Regions from separate parts of the Mus musculus genome. Here all the other regions are linked to region 2. The links are chromatin contacts, called in public HiChIP or PLAC-seq and promoter capture Hi-C maps. All regions are on one chromosome and are shown on one strand. The core of a region is the stretch at or near the end of the contact, and the rest is flanking DNA. Distances in the headings are between cores, read along the strand shown.

What was found. Promoter capture Hi-C pulls out the DNA fragments that hold promoters and counts their contacts. HiChIP or PLAC-seq counts read pairs in DNA pulled down with a chosen protein or histone mark.
Region 1: an H3K27ac HiChIP or PLAC-seq map of extraembryonic endoderm stem cells shows a contact between it and region 2, with 5 times the contacts expected there. The contact joins the promoter of Gadd45gip1 here to the promoter of Cc2d1a in region 2. A contact is called at or near these places in 10 of 39 promoter capture datasets (the 3T3-L1 cell line, the HPC-7 cell line, the SN4741 cell line and 6 more) and 8 of 115 datasets of contacts at active chromatin or transcription factors (the SCID.adh cell line, astrocytes, bone marrow-derived macrophages and 5 more).
Region 3: a contact with region 2 is called in an H3K4me3 HiChIP or PLAC-seq map of bone marrow-derived macrophages, with 6 times the contacts expected there. The contact joins the promoter of Fbxw9 here to the promoter of Cc2d1a in region 2. A contact is called at or near these places in 3 of 39 promoter capture datasets (the 3T3-L1 cell line, liver and pre-B cells), 1 of 115 datasets of contacts at active chromatin or transcription factors (bone marrow-derived macrophages) and 1 of 9 other capture datasets (liver).
Region 4: a contact with region 2 is called in an H3K27ac HiChIP or PLAC-seq map of microglia, with 6 times the contacts expected there. The contact joins the promoter of Klf1 here to the promoter of Cc2d1a in region 2. A contact is called at or near these places in 4 of 39 promoter capture datasets (the SN4741 cell line, cranial neural crest, hippocampal neurons and 1 more) and 2 of 115 datasets of contacts at active chromatin or transcription factors (bone marrow-derived macrophages and microglia).
Region 5: a contact with region 2 is called in a promoter capture Hi-C map of the 3T3-L1 cell line, with 4 times the contacts expected there. The contact joins the promoter of Hook2 here to the promoter of Cc2d1a in region 2. A contact is called at or near these places in 3 of 39 promoter capture datasets (the 3T3-L1 cell line, cranial neural crest and pre-B cells).
Region 6: a promoter capture Hi-C map of liver shows a contact between it and region 2, with 2.4 times the contacts expected there. The contact joins the promoter of Scoc here to the promoter of Cc2d1a in region 2. A contact is called at or near these places in 2 of 39 promoter capture datasets (liver and pre-B cells).
Region 7: a contact with region 2 is called in a promoter capture Hi-C map of hematopoietic stem and progenitor cells. The contact joins the promoter of Farsa here to the promoter of Cc2d1a in region 2. A contact is called at or near these places in 15 of 39 promoter capture datasets (the 3T3-L1 cell line, the HPC-7 cell line, the SN4741 cell line and 10 more), 6 of 115 datasets of contacts at active chromatin or transcription factors (the SCID.adh cell line, astrocytes, bone marrow-derived macrophages and 3 more) and 2 of 9 other capture datasets (adipose tissue and liver).

The regions. Positions count from the first base shown.
Region 1 is chr8:84,830,662-84,833,575 of GRCm38.p6, forward strand. It overlaps Gadd45gip1 (growth arrest and DNA-damage-inducible, gamma interacting protein 1), which reads left to right and starts at 1,621. Exons shown (of 2, transcript NM_183358.4): 1 at 1,621-1,979. The coding sequence starts at 1,630. It also overlaps a transcript of Dand5 not described here.
Region 2 is chr8:84,146,597-84,149,560 of GRCm38.p6, forward strand. Cc2d1a (coiled-coil and C2 domain containing 1A) reads right to left here and starts at 1,321. Exons shown (of 29, transcript NM_145970.2): 1 at 1,051-1,321. The coding sequence starts at 1,110. 4930432K21Rik (RIKEN cDNA 4930432K21 gene) reads left to right here and starts at 1,442. Exons shown (of 9, transcript NM_029045.2): 1 at 1,442-1,802; 2 at 2,242-2,289. The coding sequence starts at 2,262.
Region 3 is chr8:85,058,842-85,061,585 of GRCm38.p6, forward strand. Fbxw9 (F-box and WD-40 domain protein 9) reads left to right here and starts at 1,278. Exons shown (of 10, transcript NM_026791.2): 1 at 1,278-1,695. The coding sequence starts at 1,287. It overlaps A230103J11Rik (RIKEN cDNA A230103J11 gene), which reads right to left and starts at 1,619. Exons shown (of 4, transcript NR_110582.1): 1 at 1,566-1,619.
Region 4 is chr8:84,900,275-84,903,260 of GRCm38.p6, forward strand. It overlaps Klf1 (Kruppel-like factor 1 (erythroid)), which reads left to right and starts at 1,708. Exons shown (of 3, transcript NM_010635.3): 1 at 1,708-1,841; 2 at 2,415-2,986. The coding sequence starts at 1,755.
Region 5 is chr8:84,989,326-84,992,220 of GRCm38.p6, forward strand. It overlaps Hook2 (hook microtubule tethering protein 2), which reads left to right and starts at 1,298. Exons shown (of 21, transcript NM_001372357.1): 1 at 1,298-1,427; 2 at 1,894-1,979; 3 at 2,052-2,124. The coding sequence starts at 1,383.
Region 6 is chr8:83,441,131-83,443,974 of GRCm38.p6, forward strand. It overlaps Scoc (short coiled-coil protein), which reads right to left and starts at 1,532. Exons shown (of 4, transcript NM_019708.4): 1 at 1,292-1,532.
Region 7 is chr8:84,855,481-84,858,299 of GRCm38.p6, forward strand. It overlaps Farsa (phenylalanyl-tRNA synthetase, alpha subunit), which reads left to right and starts at 1,506. Exons shown (of 13, transcript NM_025648.3): 1 at 1,506-1,701. The coding sequence starts at 1,555. 1700122E12Rik (a long non-coding RNA gene) reads left to right here. Exons shown (of 3, transcript XR_106144.5): 3 at 1-1,185.

The DNA of each region.
Region 1 (2,914 bases), core at 371-2,870, 680 kb after region 2:
CCATGCAGGAGATGAAACTCAGGGCTCTATGCCTACTAGGCAAGCATACCATCAACTGAGTCACATAACCAAATGCCATAAAGTGGATCATAAATGCTTAAGATAAAAGGGAAGGCAGTGGTGGCGCACGCCTTTAATCCCAGCACTTGGGAGGCAGAGGCAGACAGATTTCTGAGTTCGAGGCCAGCCTGGTCTACAAAGTGAGTTCCAAGACAGCCAGGGCTACACAGAAAAACACTGTCTCGAAAAACCAAAAAAAAAAAAAAAAAAAAAAAAAAAAAAAAAGGTAAACTGCACATGATGGTCTCAGATCTTTAATTTCAGCACTGGGAAGGCAGAGGCAGAACCCTGTAAGTTCCACAGTGAATTCCAGGCCAGCCAGCTGGCACTACATAACAAGACTCAAAAAAACCAAACAACACCAACACACACACACAAACACACACGACCAAACAAGTTAGAATCCATGGAGCTGGAGAAATGGCTGAAAAGTTTAAAATATTTCCTGTCTTCCAGAAGACTTGAAGAATTTGGTTTCTTGTATTCAAGTCCCTTGACAATTGCTTGTAAGGCCAGTCTGAGAGGGTTCCATTGGCTTCCACTGGCACCCACACATGAGGCGCACACACACACACACTAAATCTTTTTAAAGATTTAAAAGGTAACATAAGCCTAAATATTAAAGTAGAAATATTTAATATATTAGAGAAATTTAAAAGCACAGATGTGAAGGGAAATAAAATATACAATAAAGCAGACATATTTAAAGCATTAATATTTCAAAATTAAAAATCAAAATGTCAAATACAGTAATTTAAATAATACTGGCACACCAGTTTTTTTCTTTTCTTCTTTTTGTTGTTGTTGTTTCTCTGTTTAACAGCCCTGGCTGTTCTGGAAGTCACTCTGTACACCAGGCTGACCTTGAACTCACAAAGATCCGCCTGTCTCTACCTCCAAGTTATGAAATTAAAGGCATGCGCCCCTACCGCCCGGCCAACGCACGCCACTTTTAAGTCTTATTTTAAACAGGCTCATTACCGGTCATCCTAGCACAGGCGAGACTGATTTAGAAATCGATGCCATCCTGAATTATGCCAAGAAGTTCCAAGATGACCTGGCTACAGGATGATATCCTATTTCAAAATCCCAAATGATGGCCGGGAAGAAGGCTCGGAGGGTAAAGGCATTTGCCACCAGGCAAGATGATTTTAGTTCTATTCCCACAACTCTTGCTTGGTGGAAGGAGAAAACCGACTTCCCCAAGCTGTCCTCTGACCTCCACTTAATCACCAACACTTCAACACTTTCGTCCCCCAATAAATAAACTGCAGAAATCCTTTCTTTTTTTCTTTTTTGATACACGTAGTCTTGGCAGCCCTGGAACTCATAGAGATCCTCCTGCCTCTGCCTCCTGATTGCTGGAATTAAAGAGGTAAGCCACCAGCCATACAATATTCTCTTAACAAACAATTGCTCCCCCCGCCCCACCCGCATTAAACGTTCACCTGCGCCGTACGGACTAAAGCAGCGCGGCGCTCCTCCGCTCCCCGGCCGGAGGCCCCCGGTGTTTCCGCCGCGCAGGCAGCGCCGTAGCCAGCCCCGCTGCCGCGAGGACCCACAGCCAAGATGGCGGCGCTCGCAATGCGGAGTGGCTATCTCCTGCGGCTCTCTGTGGCTCTGGGTCCCAGGTCCCGCAGCTACCGTGCGCCCCCGCCCCCGCGCCGCCGTCCCGGGCCCCACTCGCCAGACCCGGAGAACCTGCTGACCCCGCGATGGCAGCTAACGCCCCGCTATGTGGCCAAGCAGTTCGGACGACATGGCGCCATCTCCGGGGTGCCCCCGGCCTCCCTGTGGCCCACCCCAGAGCAGCTGCGCGAGTTGGAGGCCGAGGAGCAAGAATGGTACCCGAGCTTAGCGACCATGCAAGAGTCGCTGCGCTTGCAGCAGCAGGCCTTGGAGGCAAGGCGCCAAGCCAGGTGGGTGTGATGGGGCACGTACCCCAGGGCCCCGAAACCAGGAATCATCCGTAGTAGGCACGCGGATCCCTTGTGGCGTGGGCTTAAACATTACATGTTAACTTTGCTGCAAAGCAGACATCCTTGTAGTCATTCAACTGCAGTTTTTGGTTTTTTGTTTTTTTTTTTTTCTTTTGGTTTTTCGAGACAGGGTTCTTCTGTGTAGCCCTGGCTATCCTGGAACTCACTCTGGTCTCGAACTCAGAAATCCGCCTGCCTCTGCCTCCCAAGTGCTGGGATTAAAGGCGTGCACCACCACCCCCGGCCTCAACTGCAGTTTTAATGTTTGTTTTTACTTGTCCTCTTCCTTTATCAGTAGCCTGCCCTTTTATTCTAAATAGCAAGGACTCAATTAACCAGAACTCATTTTATTGCCCAGGCTGGCCTCGAATCTAGGATCCATCTGTCTTTACCTTCTGAATATCTGCTATTACAGGCCTGTACCAGTCCCAGCCTCAACTCTATATACTTCCCTAGTTACTCTGCAAGGATATAAGGACCCACACACCAGGGAACAAAGCAGACAGAGGATTCGGATGATGACTGAGGAACCCCCCCCCCCCAAGGAAGACAAACACAGTTAAAAGTGCATGCTAGCTCTTGTGATGTTTAAGCAAATCCCCATATAACCAGATACTGTTACTGGAAAAATCTCAAGGCATGAGTTCCCAGTAGAGGGAGCAACTGTTGCAAAGGCCCTGAGGTTGAGAAGTGGGAATGATGATTCTCAATTAGAGAACAGCCCAGGTGAAACCTTTTATCACAAATAATCTGGTCTTGGTGGAGCACACCTTTAATCCCAGCCTTCTGGAGACAGGCAGGTTAGATCACCGAGTTTTGAGGCCAGCCAGCCTAGTCTATGTAGTGAGACCCTGTCTTGTGTGGCCACCGTAGCT
Region 2 (2,964 bases), core at 71-2,570:
CTTTATGCACATGGCTCCCCAGCAGCAGAGAACGCACCAGTGTGGGACTGGAAGGTGCACTCATCATTAAAGTGCTAACCCTAACCCTAGTATGTGCAAAGCTGGGTTCCATCCCAGCATGGCAAGGAGAAAAATAAATAAATAAAAGCCACGATGACTATGACAACAGTGGGGGCAAAGTTGAAGAACTGGGTCTTTTTTATAGACCTGCCCTTCTGCTTTGGCTAGTGACCAACAAAATATGATGAGTTACATGAAATTACCCTTTCTATAGGTCCAAATTGGCCAAATCTTAGCAGTTATGCATGGCTTCACCTATTGAGTGAAGCCATTAGTCACAGAGAGCCCAAGAATCCAGCGGCCACACTCCCTCTGTTCTAGCATTTTTCCATAAATAGTCTCAGTAAGTCTTTATAACTGCCCTTTAAGGACTCTTCTAGGCTTCCATTCCACAGGTGGAAAAACTGAGGCTCCAAACTACAAATACATTCAGTCAAATGTACCTAGGTCAGGGGGAACCTGAGCACAGAGCCCTGGGATCCCTGGTTCAAAGATGGGACAAATCAAACTCCCACAGGCCCTGAATCTGGGAGTATGGCTCTGGGCCACAGTCTTGTAGGTTTTCCTGTACACCTCTGGACTGACATTTCTGTCTGGCCAGGTGCTTCATCCTTGTGACCTTGACTAGATAGATCTCTGCGCCTCCCTTATCCTTAGTGTCCTCATCTGTACAATGGGTGTAGAGTGTGGCCTGACCCAGTTAATGCAAAGGCCTGAAAAGCCGGTCTGATTGCTTTCCCTTCCCGGTTGGAAGTGCTGCAGCAACAGGTGTTCCCTGAATCTGGGGTGTGAAGCTAGAAGCTGGATGGCCCAACCCAGTAGGCCATACACCTCACCTCGGGGGCGGGGCGGAGACCAGGGTTCACCTGGTGGCGAGGATCAGGCTTTTCTGGGGGTGGGGCACTCCCCGCGAGTGTGAGGAAGGGTGGAGAGAGACTCTGAGGAAGGGTGGGCAGGTACCCCTCGGTGGGTAGAGGGGCACACACTCACCTGGCGGGCAGTGACAGCACCTCGGCCCGGGGGTGCCTGGGGTCCATTCCTCTTGTGCATCTTCCAGGCTCGAAGCCCGGACTACCAGCCCCTGCACCTTTGCCTTGCCTTGCCTCTTCACCGAAGTCGAGTCTCAGAGCTCGCGCTGTTCCTGAGCCCTGAGTCCCTCCTCCGCGCCCGGCCCCCCGGGATTCTCGAGTTTGGGCCGCCCAGCTTCCGCCTTGGCCTTCAGGAGCGCGGCGGCTGGATTCGTGGGCTCTCTAGTTAAACTACAATTCCCGGCAGTCAGAGCGTGGAGGCGCATGCGCCTAGCATAAAGTAGGGCAGAGAGAAGGCGGAGCATGCGTAAGGTGTGTAGTCGGTACTACGCGTGCGTGGGGCGTGGCCTCACGGGCGGGAAAAAGAGAGAGAGCTGCAGGTGTGAGGGCGCGGCAGTGTGACGTCTGTGGCTCCACACCGCCGCACATCGTTCTGTTAGGCTTTGTGGTGGAGTGGGTGCGGGTGTGGGTGTGGGTGTGGATGCTCCTGCTCTCCCGTCTGTGGCGCAGGTCTTCAGGAGCCGAGTCCACAGTGTCAGGCCTCAGGCCTTCCTGTCTCCCACCGCCAGTTTGCCACGCGGTCCCCGTGACTGCCTATGTGGGTATTTTCTCAGAACGTTACGCCAGTGACCTAGGCGACCTATTCCCCATCAGATCCAGGTTGACCTCGTCCCGACTAAGGACAGAGCAACTTCCATTACTGCTGTGGCCCAGGTTGGTTCTGGCTTGCCATGGGTCCCACAGTCTGAAGACATTGGCCGGAAGCCACTCCTGACGCGGGGTAGCCCTCCTAAAGTCTTGTGTGACTTTGGTGGGTCTCCAGAGACCTCTCTGAAGCTTCCAAGTACCCCATGTCCCAGATAATTAAGCTTTGGGTGTGGGTGGGGGAGAAACGTAGTTGTCTCCAACCCAGAGACTCCAGCAGATACCGTGAAGAGGACGAGATCGTTCCTTCACACAGGGAAAGGGTGTGAATGGCTACCTGGCCATGGTCCAAGGTGGCTATGACCTGTCGCCCCACCCAGTGTCCTGCTGAAGACCAGCTGACTCCCCTCATCAGGCTGCCAGATGGGCCCAGTGGAGGAGGGAGACAGGGTACAGATGGGGACATACAGTGCTGGCAACAGCTGGAGAGTTTGTTTGTTGTTTTCAGATTTCTCAGGGAAAGATAAAATGAATAAGAAGAAACAGCGGAACTCAGGTATTTGGTTTATTCAAATTGGCTTTTTATTTTATTTTTATTTTTAATTTATTTCCAGGCAGAGTTTATGTATATCCCTGGCTGTCTGTCCTAGAACTAACTCTGTAGATCAGGCCTCAAACTCAGAGACAAACCTGCCTCTGCTTCCAGAGTGCTGGGATTAAAAGTATGATTCACCACAACCTGGCCTCAAATCGGCTTTTAAAATATTTATTTGAGGTACTAGGAATGGAACATGGAGCTTCCTGCATGATAAAACACTCTACCATGAAACTACATCTCAGACCCAAGGTGACCTTTTTAAACTTTTTATGATGTTTTTGAGATGGAGGAGGGGATTCTTGCCATGTGGGCCGACTAGTTTTATGTCAGTTTGACCCAAGTCATTTGGGAAAAGGGACTCTCAATTGGGAAAATGCCTCCAAAAGATTTGCCTGTAGCCAAGAGTGTAGTGTGTTTTCTTGATTAATGATTGATGTAGGTGGGTCCAGCTCGTGGGTGTGCTGCCTGGAGGCAGGTAGTCCTAAATTACATAAGAAAGCAGTTAGCTGTGAGCAAAAGCCCGTAAACAGCATTCCTTCATATCCTTTGTGAGTTCCTGAGGTTCCTCTCCTGACTTTCTCTGGTGATGGACTATGATATAAAAGTGTAAGTGGAATAAACCCTTTCTCCCTT
Region 3 (2,744 bases), core at 28-2,527, 910 kb after region 2:
GAATCAGAGTTCCTAGACAATGGTCATTTGACCCCAAAATAAACTTAGGCGTGGAGCTTAACTGTTGAAGCCATGCAAAGTTGAAGACCTAAATTAGGATTGCCCACATCAGTGTTGGGCACAGGAGAGCAACTCCTGGTGAACAGAGACAGAAGGCTTCCTGAGGCTCACTGGCTGGCCAGCCAGTCTAGCTAAAAGTCATTAGTCAATAGCTGTTTCAAGATATAAGATGCCTGCTGTGAGAGTTGGCTCAGCACATAAAGATGTTTGCTGCCTGTTTACCTTAATTTGATTCCAGAACCTATGTAAAGGTGATGGAGAAGTGACTCCACAGAGTTGCTCTGATACATGTGACCTGTGGTGCACGGGAGCACACACAAAATTTAGGACAATAAACTAAGATGGAGATTGAAGAAGGCCTCCAACCATCTCAACCTCAGGCCTCCAAATGCGTACAAAGCATAAACTCCAGGGCTGAAACGGTCGATGGCCCATGGCTTAAGAGCACTTTAAGTGAGCGAGATAGGTGCCTTTCATTTCAACAGAGAGAGCAGAGGCAGGTCACCCACCGAATTAGAGGCCATCCTGGATTACTTGTCTAAAACAAAGCAGTTGGTCTTGGAGAAGATGAAAATTGGGTTTCTAGCATCCACAAGAGGTGATTGCCGACCTGTAAACCTAGCTTCAGGGGATTCCAAATATAAGAGTAGAAGCCGGATTAAAGGCGTGCCCACTGCCCGGGTTGAGGACCCAGTGACCATTTTTTTTTTTTAAGAATTATTTAGCTGGGTGGTGGTGGCACATGCCTTTAATCCCAGTACTCGGGAGGCAGAGGCAGGTGGATTTCTGAGTTCGAGGCCAGCCTGGTCTACAAAGTGAGTTCCAAGACAGCCAGGGCTATACAGAGAAACCCTGCCTTAAAAAAAAAAAAAAAAAAGGAGTAGAAATAAAAGATAAACGCCGGGCGTGGTGGTGCACGCCTTTAATCCCAGCACTCGGGAGGCAGAGGCAGGTGGATTTCTGAGTTCGAGGCCAGCCTGGCCTACAAAGTGAATTCCAGGACAGCCAGGGCTATACAGAGAAACCCTGTCTCGAAAAACCAAAAAAAAAAAAAAAAAAAAAAAACCATTCACACCCGCACAGGACTAGACGTCTGATTTCCAAGCAATATCTGGCAGGTGTTAGTCTCTGACGTCATCTAATGGGCGCCGGAAGTGATCTCGCGCTGCCTAGGAAACAAGACGCGGCTCTGGCTAAACCTGTACAGCCGCGCCCACCCGGGCGCCATGGATCTTTCCTCAGGGCGGAGTGGGGATCCTCGCTCTTGTGAGGAGGAATCTGACCCCGAGCCAGATCCCGACCCTGACACTCAAGCTGAGGCCTACGTAGCCCGTGTGCTTACCCCTCCCAAGCTTGGCCTGACCCCGCGGCGCTCGTCACTGCAGTCCATGTTCTCCGCGTCCCTAGGCGTGCCGGAGCGAAAGGCCGCCTCCAAAGTCCCGGCCGTGCGCCTACCGGGCCTCTTGAGCCTTCCCCCGGAGCTGCTGCTGGAGATCTGTGCCTACCTGGATGCGCGAGTCGTGCTTCAAGTCCTGCCGTGCGTGTGCCAAGCGTTGCACGACCTCGTGCGTGATCGTGTCACCTGGAGGCTACGCGCTCAGCGCCGCGTACGCGCACCCTACCCAGTGGTGGAAGGTATGCACATCCTTGGGAGACAGGAATTTTGGGGTGCTGCCTAATCCTTGTCGACCACAAGGCCACTTGGTTTCCTCAGGAAGTGCTCTGGACCTGGGATTTCTAAACTTAAAATCCAAAGATTTCCGGGTTTGCGCTTTGTTAGCACAAAGGCCCTAGCCCAAGAATTCCCAAGCTTTGGAAACAACTTGAGGCACAAGCAGCAACTAGCATAACAAAGCCTTTGACCCATGGAGTGTTGATCCAGGATTCGTTAAGAGGTTCTGAATTTCTAGACTCCCGATTGGGATCATTAATACCAGTAATCTTTCAGTTCTAGGTCTAGCCTGTCACCTTTTCTATTTTATTTTATTATTTTGGGGCAGGTTCTCATGTAGCTCCTTAGCCTTACAAGTGTTTGGGCTAGCCTTGTCATCTTTGCAGAGCTGTGTTGTTCCTTCTGCCCTTGAGGTCATTGGTTTCTGGAGGAAGAGACAACTTGAAATCGATGATTTTGAGTTTTTGCTGTTGCTTTTAAGGACAGAACTCAGGGCTTTGGCTATGCTAGGTAAATGCTTTATGACGTGTCCCATCCTCAGCATGTCTCGGACATGTTCCTGGTTCTGATATTGCTAGGTTCTCAGGCTCTTGATTCCTCTAATCTGGAAGAGTTTGATTCTTCTGCATTAGGGAGTTGCCCTCCAACCCCGAGTCAGATTTACAAACAGCTTTGATAAAACAGGTGCTTGGACCTCCTCCAGACCATTGAATGGCTGACCTGAGGTTTAGATTCTGACTTGGGAGGGGGCAGGAAGAGCGACTAGGGATAACTTAGGTAAGTTCTCTACTGCCGAGCCATATTTCCCACCCCTTGGCTTCTGTGTCTTGATGTGGCTTCCTGGTTTATAGTTAGAAGGATTTTTTTTTAATTTTTAATTTTTTGTTTTTTGAGACAGGGTTTCTCTGTGTAGCCCTGGCTGTCCTGGAACTCACTCTGTAGACCAGGCTGGCCTCAAACTCAGAACTCCGCCTGTCTCTGCCTCCCAAGTGCTGGGACTAAAGGCGTGCGC
Region 4 (2,986 bases), core at 458-2,957, 750 kb after region 2:
ATAATGAGGCATGTAACCTTCCATGGTTGCCTGCCCTCCTCCATTAGCCTGTTGTCCTCCGGTTACTCGTCTTAGCACACTGATTGTTGGGGCGTGTGTCTAGTGTGTGCTTGAGCATGCGTGCAGCCCAGCGGTCAGGGTTGATGGTCTCTTCCTTCGTTTTCTTTACCTTATTTCCTATGCTGGGCCTGACACTGGACCTGATCGGCTAGGCTGACTATCCAGTGAGCACCAGGTATCTTCCCGTTTCCATCTGTCTAGCACTAGTCTTAGACATGCACAGTGACACTTGGCTTTTGTGTCAGTGCCAGGGATCTGAACCTAGGTCTTTATGCTTTTCTTTTAAAGTTAATACGGTGCAAGCACTCCATGAAGCTAAGTCCCCAGCACTGTTTTACCCTTGTTGTCGTCTTTCGAGACAAAGACTATGTAGCCCTGGTTGTCCTGGAACTTATTATGTAGACCAAACAGACCTTTCAAATTCATAGAGATCCACCAGCCTCTGCTTTCCAAGTGCTGGGATTAAAGGCATCACTACCATGCCTGACTAGGTACCATTTTCTATAATGGATCTGATGTCCCCTATGGACACCGAGCAATGATGGTGTATGTGTGATATTATTGTACCCGTGACACCCCATTTCCCTACCCTGACTCATAGGGCACCAGAATAGAAGTATGGGAATAGCAGGCCATCTATCATGGGGTCCCGCACACAATGAGCCGTTAGGCAGAGTCAGGGCTGAGCTCTTCTGAACGGCATACTAGCTGCAGCTCCATCTATGGGTCCTAGCCCACCACACTGTAAACTTCCTAGCCATCCCCTTCAGCTCCATGCAGTAGCCAGTGAGGGTCCTCAGAGCCCCAGAGTGGGCTGATTTGAGGGGACTCCTTTTGCTAAACAGCTCAGACCTCAACACAACAGAGCAATTCAAAGCTAAAATAATTTGTGGCACCAACCCCCAGCTCTTCTGCTCAAGGAGGAACAGAGCTATGGTTGTTCTGGGCCCCCTACCTGATAGCGGCCTGAAACATCTGGTGTGTCTGATAATGCCTGAAAGGGAGCCGGTGCCAAGGCCCGCCACTAGCACCGTTGCTGCTGTTGTCTGGGAGAGTAAGGACTGCAGTGGTCTCCATGGGGGTCAAAGGGTCCCAAAGACCTTTCCCAAGAAATCTATCCTTCCTGGTCCACTCCTTGGAGAGAGACTTGAAACCAAACCAGAGGGGTCTTCTCAGTCCTGTGGGAGGTGGGGTGGGGGTGGGGAGCAGCGACCAGGACTTTTCTTTACCCAACCTGAATCCTAAAACTTTGAAGCCCCTATTCCTTGACATCTGATTGACTTTACATACAGGGTTGGTTTTCAGGGACCAGTTTGAAAACAGGCCAGGGTGAGGTCTATTCCTTGAAAGTGACACATCACAACTTTAATCCCAGCACTCAGGAGACAGAGGTAGGCAGATGTCTGTGAGTTCTAGGCCAGCCTGGTCTACATAAGCCAGTCCAGGACAGCCAGGGCTCAGTTACACAGAGAAACCCTGTTTCGAAAACCTTAAAAAAAAAAAAAAAGAAGCACACCACACACATATCGCACACACCCCTCCTTTGCCGTTTTGCTTTGCCTGGGTCTTATCAGGGAAGACAGCCAATCAGATGTGGGCAGACAGGAGCCCTCCAAGAAACTTTCCTAGCCTCATAGCCCATGAGGCAGAAGAGAGAGAGGAGGCCTGAGGTCCAGGGTGGACACCAGCCAGCCATGGCCTCAGCTGAGACTGTCTTACCCTCCATCAGTACACTCACCACCCTGGGACAGTTCCTGGACACCCAGGAGGACTTCCTCAAGGTGGGGCCAGTGTGAGTGTGTGGGAGGGGGCAGGTGGTCTTGCATAGGGCATAGTGCTTAGGGGTGGGGCGTCTATCTTACTTTAATATCCTCTGCTCTGTTTTTTGGGGGTGGAGGAGTGGGAGAGCCTCTGAGCCTTGTTTGGGGGAGATGTTCTAGGGGTCTGAGATCAAGGTGAGGCCTATTTCTCCAACAGGAAGCAGAATTCTAAGCTCTATATCTTAAGAGACTAGGCTCATAGAGACAAAGGTCCAGATAAAGGTGTCCTGGGATTTCCAGGCTTTGAGCTGTAATTTTCTGGGCTATGTGAAGACAGGGAAAGGCTAGGGAAAACGGAGTCGAAGCTGTCCCCTTTGACTCAGAACTCTGCAACCCCTTCTCCCATCCTGAATACTATTCTTGGTAAGTGTCTTAGCTGTCTCTAGCAAGACCTAATGGAGTTGTCTGGAGCTGAGAAAGGGGTTAGGGGAACCGTGTGGGTAAATGACAGGCACCAACGGTGTTTCCAGCCAGGGTTGTTTGAGGGCCAGGTACCCAGTGCCTACCATTCAAGCAGTACGCTCCCTCCCGCAGTGGTGGCGGTCTGAGGAGACGCAGGATTTGGGGCCGGGGCCCCCGAATCCCACGGGGCCGTCCCATCACGTGAGTCTGAAATCGGAGGACCCTTCCGGAGAGGACGATGAGAGGGACGTGACCTGTGCGTGGGACCCGGATCTTTTCCTTACAAACTTTCCAGGTTCCGAGTCTCCCGGCACTTCCCGGACCTGTGCCCTGGCGCCCAGCGTGGGGCCAGTGGCACAGTTCGAGCCGCCTGAGTCTCTGGGCGCCTATGCGGGTGGCCCAGGGTTGGTGACTGGGCCTTTGGGCTCCGAGGAGCACACAAGCTGGGCGCACCCGACTCCGAGACCCCCAGCCCCTGAACCCTTCGTGGCCCCTGCCCTGGCCCCGGGACTCGCTCCCAAGGCTCAGCCCTCGTACTCCGACTCGCGAGCGGGCTCCGTAGGGGGCTTCTTCCCGCGGGCGGGGCTTGCGGTGCCCGCAGCTCCAGGCGCCCCCTATGGGCTGCTGTCGGGATACCCCGCGCTGTACCCCGCGCCACAGTACCAAGGCCACTTCCAGCTCTTTCGCGGGCTCGCGGCGCCTTC
Region 5 (2,895 bases), core at 48-2,547, 840 kb after region 2:
CTGGTGTGTGCAGCTGAGAGTTTGAGTGGGTTGCAACCGAGTGTCTGTAGTAGATTAACAACTCTAGTAAGATAGAGGGCGGGTGGCTGATGTCGCTGGGCTCACCCAACCAGGACAGGGTCGCTGGACTGGATCCCGGCTCATTGCCTGGATGGAAGCAGAACATTATCCCCCTCCGAACTGAACCCGCCCCAAAGCAGAGCCGGCTCCACTCCTCCCTCTGGGCACATTTAATAGCCTCTAATTACAGCACATTACCCCACCCGCCAGAGAGGGGAGGGGCTACTAGTGGACCCAGGGGTCAAAGGGCGTGGTCTGGGCTTTACCCCTGGCGTCAAAGCCCGTGTACTTTGTAGCCGCTGTTTACTCATTTGCAAAGCGGCGGATTAAAAAAAAATTAAATAAAAAAATTAAATAATACAGTTTCTAAAATTAAGAAACAAAACCTGGGAATTAAAGTAGCCCTTGTCTCCTAGGGTCGTGGAAAACATTCAATTGTCTGTAGATATATAGCTTATTGTAAAGTCTGAAAACAGTAAGCACTCCACAAATGATGTCTTGAGACTTTATTGTCAAAAAATTCTAAGCTCTCTGCGCTCCCCTAAACCGGCTCAACCGGTGGACGCACCCTTTTCCCAGAAGGATGCGTTCCTACGTTCTGCGCGCCCCCTGGTGGGCTTCAGATCACCCGCAGCTTTGGCCAGGTCGAGTGTTTTTTAGGGCAGGAAGGTGCTCAAAGCACCCGGGGCCGGGAAGGAGCAGAGTAGCTCGCAGGAAAGAGACCCCGGGCTGGGCAAGTGCTATGTCCTTTACTCAGGACATACTTGACCCTTCCTGCTCCCAACCATACCCGAGTTTTCAGAAGGACTCCAGCCAGAATCACTTCTCTGGGGAAGACGCTTTTAAGATCCTCTCACTCCACGACTACAGGATTTATAATTATTCTCTGCGCCCACATTAAGAAAGGCTCAGATCATAACGCGGCTAAACCGGAGGATTTCTTTCAGCTTTGGGGGGGAACCATTAAAGTGCCTGTGAAACTGGGTGCGGTAGATCCGCCTTAAAAGGATCTTGAGGACCACTCCACTACATAAAGAGAAGCCGCGAGGAGTGGAGGTCACCAGCAGCAGGACTGAGCCAGACTGACACCTAGCGGCAGAATGTGCACTTGCCTATGTCCCGCATCTAAGATGGCGAGGCAAGTGTTTGCAATGGGAGATCACGTGTCTGGGGCGGAGCCTATGGCTAGGGGGCGGGGTGGAGCGGGGCGGCGCTCTAGGCCGAGCGGGAGGTCTGGGCTTCGGGCGCTCGCTGGTGGCGGACCCGGAGGCTGCTGCTGCGTGCCGGGGCTCCTTGGCCCGGATCGAATTCGATCCGGAGCCATGAGTGTGGACAAGGCCGAGCTATGCGGGTCTCTGCTCACCTGGGTAGGTCGGGGGGCGGGGCTGGGTCAGGTGTGCGCCCTCTCCTCTCGTCCTGTCTTGGTCTTCTTTCCTCGGTTTTGGACCTGGAAGGAGGAATAGATCGTAGGCTTGCTGGGCCGTTGGACTCTGACCTGACCACCTGCGTCTGTCACGTGGGCAGGCCTGAGCGAAAAGACCAGGTGAGGCCACGCCCCTCTGGAGGGCACAGGCCTGGTCACATGTTAGCAGTGGGGACCAGGTGACTGGTGGTAACGCCCTGACCTAGGTTTGCAGGGTTTGCCAGGATAGGTAAAATGAAGCCACGCCCCGTCCTTGCCTAGGCGTGTAGAAGTCACGCCCCCGAAGATGTGATATGTTGGTGCTACAGGCTAATGCCTTTCTAACCCCGTGAAATGTCTGATGGCTGGGGAAAAAGTCTGCAATTCCAGGTCCTCAATTTTCCTGTTGCCCTTCCGTCTTCCCCCTTTAGTTGCAGACGTTCCAAGTTTCACCCCCCTGTGCCAGTCCCCAGGACCTGAGCAGCGGACTCGCCATAGCCCATGTGCTGAATCAGATGTGAGTGTGGCGGCTGAGTGGGAGGATCCTGAAGGGCTCCCCAGCCTGCTCATCCCATCTTTCTGCCCCTAGAGACCCTTCCTGGTTCAACAACGAATGGCTCCAGGGCATCTCAGAGGACTCAAGCCCCAGCTGGAGGTTGAAGGTGACAGGTGGACTCATGACTAGGGAATAACTAGAGGACTTAAGGAGGTGAAGGCAAAGGGAAAGCTAGATACATGTCCTGTGCGATGGACAGGCAGTCTTGTCAGGAAGAGAGCCAGATGTCTGGTGATCAGCAAGCTATTTTTGTTTATATTGAGCACCCACAATAGGACAAAAAAACTTGCCACCATTCTTATGATGTGGGCAAAAGCACACACACAACACATGTTAACTTCCAAGAGGTGTGCTGGCAAATGCTTGTAATCCCAGCTATGGTGGTGTGTTAATACAGGAGGGTGGTAAACCATCCATCATCCCGTCTCAAAACCTTTAAAAGGCCAGGGATATAGTTGGCAAAAGAGAATTTGCTCACCCTACACAAGGTCCTGAGTTCAATCCCAAGTAGCAGGGTATGCTGGGTGGGGGGTGGGAGGGGGGATGGGCAGGGGTAGCCAGACCATGTGGCACACATGGAGTCCCAGTACTTAGCAAGCCAGAGGATCAGGACATCAAGGTTATCTTGGGTGGCTACACAGTAAGTTAGAACTCATTCTGAGCCACATGACACACTGCTTCAAGAAACAAAACTGGGCTGGAAGAATGGCTTGGTGGTTAAAAATGGATACTGTTCTTCCAGAGGAACTTACTGCTTCTCCAGAGAGGACGCACAGACATCAAACAGCTCTCAACCACCTGCAACTGCTCTAGGGGATGTGACACTTGTAGCCTCTGCAGGCATCCTCATATTCTCTTTCTTTCTCTGTCTGTCTCT
Region 6 (2,844 bases), core at 282-2,781, 710 kb before region 2:
AACAGACCTTCTCATCTCTACTCTCTTGTTTTGACCACAGAAGAAACTTTAGAAAAATCATGTGGCCAAAGGCCTCATATTAGAACTCCTGGCCTAATCTGAGAGTGGCTTAATTCACATCACAGTAGTCCATCCAGAATCAAGGATATAGTCAATGTCCACTCTGCTTTTCCCATCATTCCACCTCGGCTGGCCTTAACATCTCAGATATGAGTTTGACATTTCCCTAATATCCTTTCAAACTCAACCACCAGACTTCTCTTGAACCTGCAATTAATGTTTTCCATCCATCATCCACTCACCAGCAATAGTTTTTTAAATTTAAAAGTCCAATGCACTACAGGAATGCACTGAACACTTTACATATATAGTTTTATCACAACAGAAAGAAAATGCAATTCACAGATGTGGATACTAAGCCTTATAAAGGCTAGAGGCCTTGCCTCATGTTTCATAGCCAAGATATTATTAAGGTCCTAAACTGAGTTTGAAAAACTCAACTCCTTTGGCGTTTCCACAAACAAAACAAATATAAAATTTCATCTGCATCCACTCCAGTGTGATGTTTCTAATCTGTTCATGTTCTGCTTTGACATTTTAGGGCTTTCAAAATCGATGGAAATCGAGGAACTACATCGTCAATAAGGATCAAACTTAAGTTAGATCCCCGGGGAGCTAGCTGCATCCAGTTTAATCATTGGAGCATACAGACACTAGGATTCCTACGCACAGCTTTGAGTCGCAGAAACGGATAACGGTTTGGGGACCTCTGTCCTTCTGGCTATTGCGACGTCTGTCTCTGGTGGTGTAACAGAAACCTTGGCTTTTCGGGAAACTATGATTTCTCCTTCCCAAACCTTACTCCTCAATATTTGTTCCGCAGGACGCCTGAGAAAAGCTGACAAAGAAACAAACCCAGGTTCTAGCAAAGACGTCCCACCCCAGACATGCACGGGCCACCACGCCTGCAAAGCAATCCTAGCACTCGAGAGGCTGAAGCAGAAGAATTGCGGCGAACTGGAAGGTAGCTCGGGCAGCAGAGCGTCTTCTCCTACTACCCGGTCCCATCGCACCCCCACGGCGTCCCGGTCCCGCACCGCCGGGCTCTTCCCACTGAGCCCGCGGCGTGGGGCCGGGAAGGTGGCTGCGCAGCGCTCGGCGGGATGTCGGGCCTCGCGGCGCCGCAATCCAGCACCCAGGCCGCCGCCCGGGTTCCCGTTCCATCCCGCCCCGCCCCACAGGGCCTCGGCGGTCTCCCAGGCCCAGCCCTCGCCGCCCCGAGCCGCCTCACCTTGCGTCTGAAGCGCCGGGAAGAGGCGGGATGGGTAGGAAGCCTCAGGCCGCGCGGCTCTCCGACCAACTGACAGCGTCAGCCCCGCCCTTCCCGCCCACGGAGCGTGCGCCGAGCGAGGAGGCGTCCTCCCACCAATCCTAACTGGAAATTGCACGCCTGCGCACTGGCTGCTGGACGCCTCGACAGGCCTGTGGCAGAGCACCGGGGTCCACCTTTGCCCTAACAAAAGGGCATTGACGACCAATCAGGATTTTTGGGCGTGTCCTAAAAAAGCAGCGACCAATCACGGCGCAGAAGAGAAGATGCGCCTAAGAAAGCGGTCCTCGCTGAGCATCTTTTGTCTCGCCAGGAACCTGGAAAGTGGGGTGGAAAGTCACTCTAGGTTAAAAAAAGAGAGACGGGGAGAGAGGGAGGGAAACAGAGACAGAATTTCTGGAAATTGCCGTGACCAGACTCTAGGAGAGAGATATTTCGTTCACATTCAAGAACAGAGTGAGCAGAACAGTGCAGCGCCCTCCCCCCTCGATTCTAAAAGCACGGTTTCCTTTTTCCCCACTTCTAAAATTAGATAACGCACAAAGCATATACCATTAATGGATGTTTCTCTTCGTACCCCATATTCAGGACAATTTTTAAACTTCCGTTCACCCGACCACGTCATGATTCCTTAGATCAGCAGTCTCCTGATCTCAGTCTCAGAAAACCCAAGGCTTAATTAAAATTGTGTTTCTTATTCAAGTGTACATGTACAATGCCAGACTTTGGGTTGCTAGGTGATTTTCGTGACACTTCATTATAACCTAACCTTTGAAACAAGTATCTTGCTGTTAGCGGTCAGTGACCACAGTATATTCTTACCTGCAAAGCATTCTTGCTTTGACTTTATCAAAACCTCTGAGCTGTAGAGGCCAGCTTACAAATACTTTCTTCTTGGCTTTTCTTTCTTATATAAGGTTCTATTTTTAATTGCATGAATATGTAGCGGTGTGTATGTACTTGCTTGTGCCTGTGCAAGGTGCCTGCAGATGCCAGAAGAGGGAATCAGACCCCTGGGATTGGGGTTACAGGTGGCTGTGAACCATTTGGTGAGGATGATGAGAACTCAACTCAGCTTCCCGTGAAAGAGCAATAAGTACTGTTAACTTCTGAGCCATTTCTACAACTCCCGGGTATCTTAAACCAATCAAGCAGGATTTGCTAACACGTGACCGTAATCCTTTATAAATAAAGTACCTACCATTTAGTGTTTGAGACGAAAGTATTAGGCTTGGACTACAATTCAGGATTTGAAGGAAGGAGAATATGGGAAGAGAGGGAAACCCCAGGTAACGCTAAGAGGAGTGCCAACAAAATAGAATGAATATGGGCAACATTCAAAGAAGGATGGGATTTTCCAAGATAGTGAAGAACACACTTTCTTTTCAAATGCACATGGGCCAGTCATAGAAATGGGCCTGAAAATTTGTTTTTGGTTTTAATTTTTTATTGTATGTATATTTTACTTGCATTTATTTCTCTGAAACACTTGGGTACCTGGTGCCTGAGGACGC
Region 7 (2,819 bases), core at 256-2,755, 710 kb after region 2:
CGGAGCCTTTTCTTTGTCTTTCCAAGAAGACTCAGCTCCACATTGATGTGATTGAAGTCCCTCCACAGAGTCCCCCTGGGGCCACTTCACAATGACTGTGCACCCCTTCAGAGTGATGTCGACATTTTCTGGAATGTCGACAGTCTGATTGCTGAGAATGGTCTTCATTCTCGCAGTAGATGGGGCAAAGAGAGTTGAGCCTCATTTTTTAATGATTTATTTAATATATATACACTGTAGCTGTTTTCAGACACACCAGAAGAGGGCATCCGATCTCATTACAGATGGTTGTGAGCCACCACATGGTTGCTGGGATTTGAACTCAGGACTTGTGGAGGAATAGTCAATGCTCTTAAGTACTGAGCCATCTCTCTAACTCCAAGCCTCATTTTTTCTCTTGTAAAGTAGAAGAGATTTATATAGTATCTACATTATGAATTTTAGGGAGAACTTAAAATCCCTGAAGTACTCCATGCAGGTCAGCAGGCTTTGTGACTGTCTTAAGTGAATCCCTCCTCCCTAAACATATATGGTTCCCTACCCAGATTCCTTTTGAAAATGTAAAAAAAGTTAACATCTGTAGAGTGGGGCCCTGGAAAGATGGCTCAGCTCTTAAGAGCGCTTGTTAAATATTAAGTATTAAGCTGTTAAGTTCTCTTGCATAGGACCATAGTTCAATTCCCAGAATCCACTTGATGGTTCACAAACTTCCAAAGCTTCAGTTCCATGTGATCTGATGGCCATCTTCTGACCTCTGAGGCCACCATGCACACATATGGTGCATAGACATATATACAGACAAAAACCTCACACATAAAAATAAAGTGAATAAATCTAAAACAACAAAAACATCAATAGAATGGTCATGCCTGAAGCCCACCACTCAGTGCCACCTTCTCTCTAGGTAAGAGAGATTTTTAAAAAAATTTTTTTTTTGGTTTTTCGAGATAGGGTTTCTCTGTGTAACCCTGGCTGTCCTGGAACTCACTCTGTAGACCAGGCTGGCCTCGAACTCAGAAATCTGCCTGCCTCTGCCTCCCAAGTGCTGGGATCAAAGGCACGCACCACCACTGCCCGGCTGAGAATTCTTGAAGGATGGCAGTGATCTGAGCCTGCTAGTGGTGGCTGGATGAAAATTATTGGGGGAAACCAATAGAATTTCAGTCAAGCCTTAGAGTGATTGTCTGTAATCCTAGCACTTGGGAGAAGTAGGCAGGAGATGAGGAGGTCAAGTCTAGCCTCTGCTAAAGAAGACCTGTTTCAAGATATAAAACAAAAATCCCAAAAGAAAACTACTTTTGCCCTTCAAGTCATCAAATTGACTTCACTAGTTAACTAAAAGCCACTGGGGTCAAACTACATGCAGCATCCTGAATCCCTTAAGTACATTTGAGGCTCATTTGCCACACTTAAGATGGCGACGACCAGCTTCCAAGTCGCCCTTTGCGCCACACTAAAAATGGCAACGCACGCGCTATCGCGACTTCCGGTTCCAGTTCCGGTCCCCTAGTCAGGTCCGGCGGCCTGCACACGCCAAGCACGCTGGGAGTAGCCATGGCGGATAATCCCGTTTTGGAGCTGTTGCTGCGGCGGCTGGAGGTAGCTGATGGCGGTCTGGACAGCGCGGAGTTGGCTACGCAGCTGGGTGTGGAGCACCAGGCGGTGGTGGGCGCAGTGAAGAGCCTTCAAGCTCTGGGTGAGGTGAGTCCAGGCGTGCCGCGGCTCGGCCTCGCTTTCATACCGGCAGCCCCATTATTTCTGGTGAAGGGACATTACGTGCTGGTGCACCGTGGGGTGCGCTGGTGGGAAGTCTGGAACAGTTTTCGTTTCTCAAGTGACTAATGTCTGTTAAGGCGAAAACATGGCACATGTAGGGGTGTGACAAGACGAGTCGCTTCCCGGAAAGGGGTTGCAATCTAATGGGGAAACACAAATGACCAGAGTGATATGAAGGCTCAGAGAACTAGCTGTGACAGTTGACTTAGCGTTGCGGGACAGAGAGCCGGGATCAGGTACAGATGGAAACTGACTCGAGGCCAATGGAGGAAAACGATGGCATCCAAGACATCAGTGGCAGGGCATTGGTGTGGGATTATAGGCCGCAGAGACCATCAGGGCAGAATTAAATGGTTCTGTAAGGTTCCTGTTTTCCCCTTTTATCTCCATGTTAGGGCCTTCTGCTGCTAGTCAAAAGCTACACCCTAAAAATATGGTTGCTATCTGGACCAGGCTGGCCTCCAATTTACCAAGATCCATGTGTCTTCAGAGAGCTGGGATAAAAGGCTTATGCCACCAATACTCACCCTCTTAGAGTTATTGTTTTTTATGTATATATGTGTGCCTGCCTAAGTTATGTGCACCACAAGCTGGAGGAAACCAGAAGAGGGTGGGAACTTAAGTCATAGATGGCTGTGAGCTTCCATGTAGGTGCTGGGACTTGAACCTGGTTCCTCTGCAGGAGCTATTGCTCTTAAACCACTGAAGCACCTCTCCACCACACTTTGTACTTTTTTCTTTTTAAAAATTTTTTGTAGGTTTTTACTGTCTTTGTTCAGTTTTTCAGGCTGGGTCTCCTTACATAGCCCTGGATATGCTGTAAGCCACTATGTAGGCCAGTCCAGCCTCAGATTCACAGAGATCCACCTGCCTCCGCCTCTCGAATGCTGGGATACTTTTTAACCTTGAAACAGGCCCTCACTGTCCAGTCTGGCCTTGAACTCACTGTGTATGAGTTCACGAGCTTTCCTTACCTCAGGTTCCCAACAGCTAAGATTACACGATTTTACCACCATGCACAGCCTGCTTTGTGTGTCTTTATC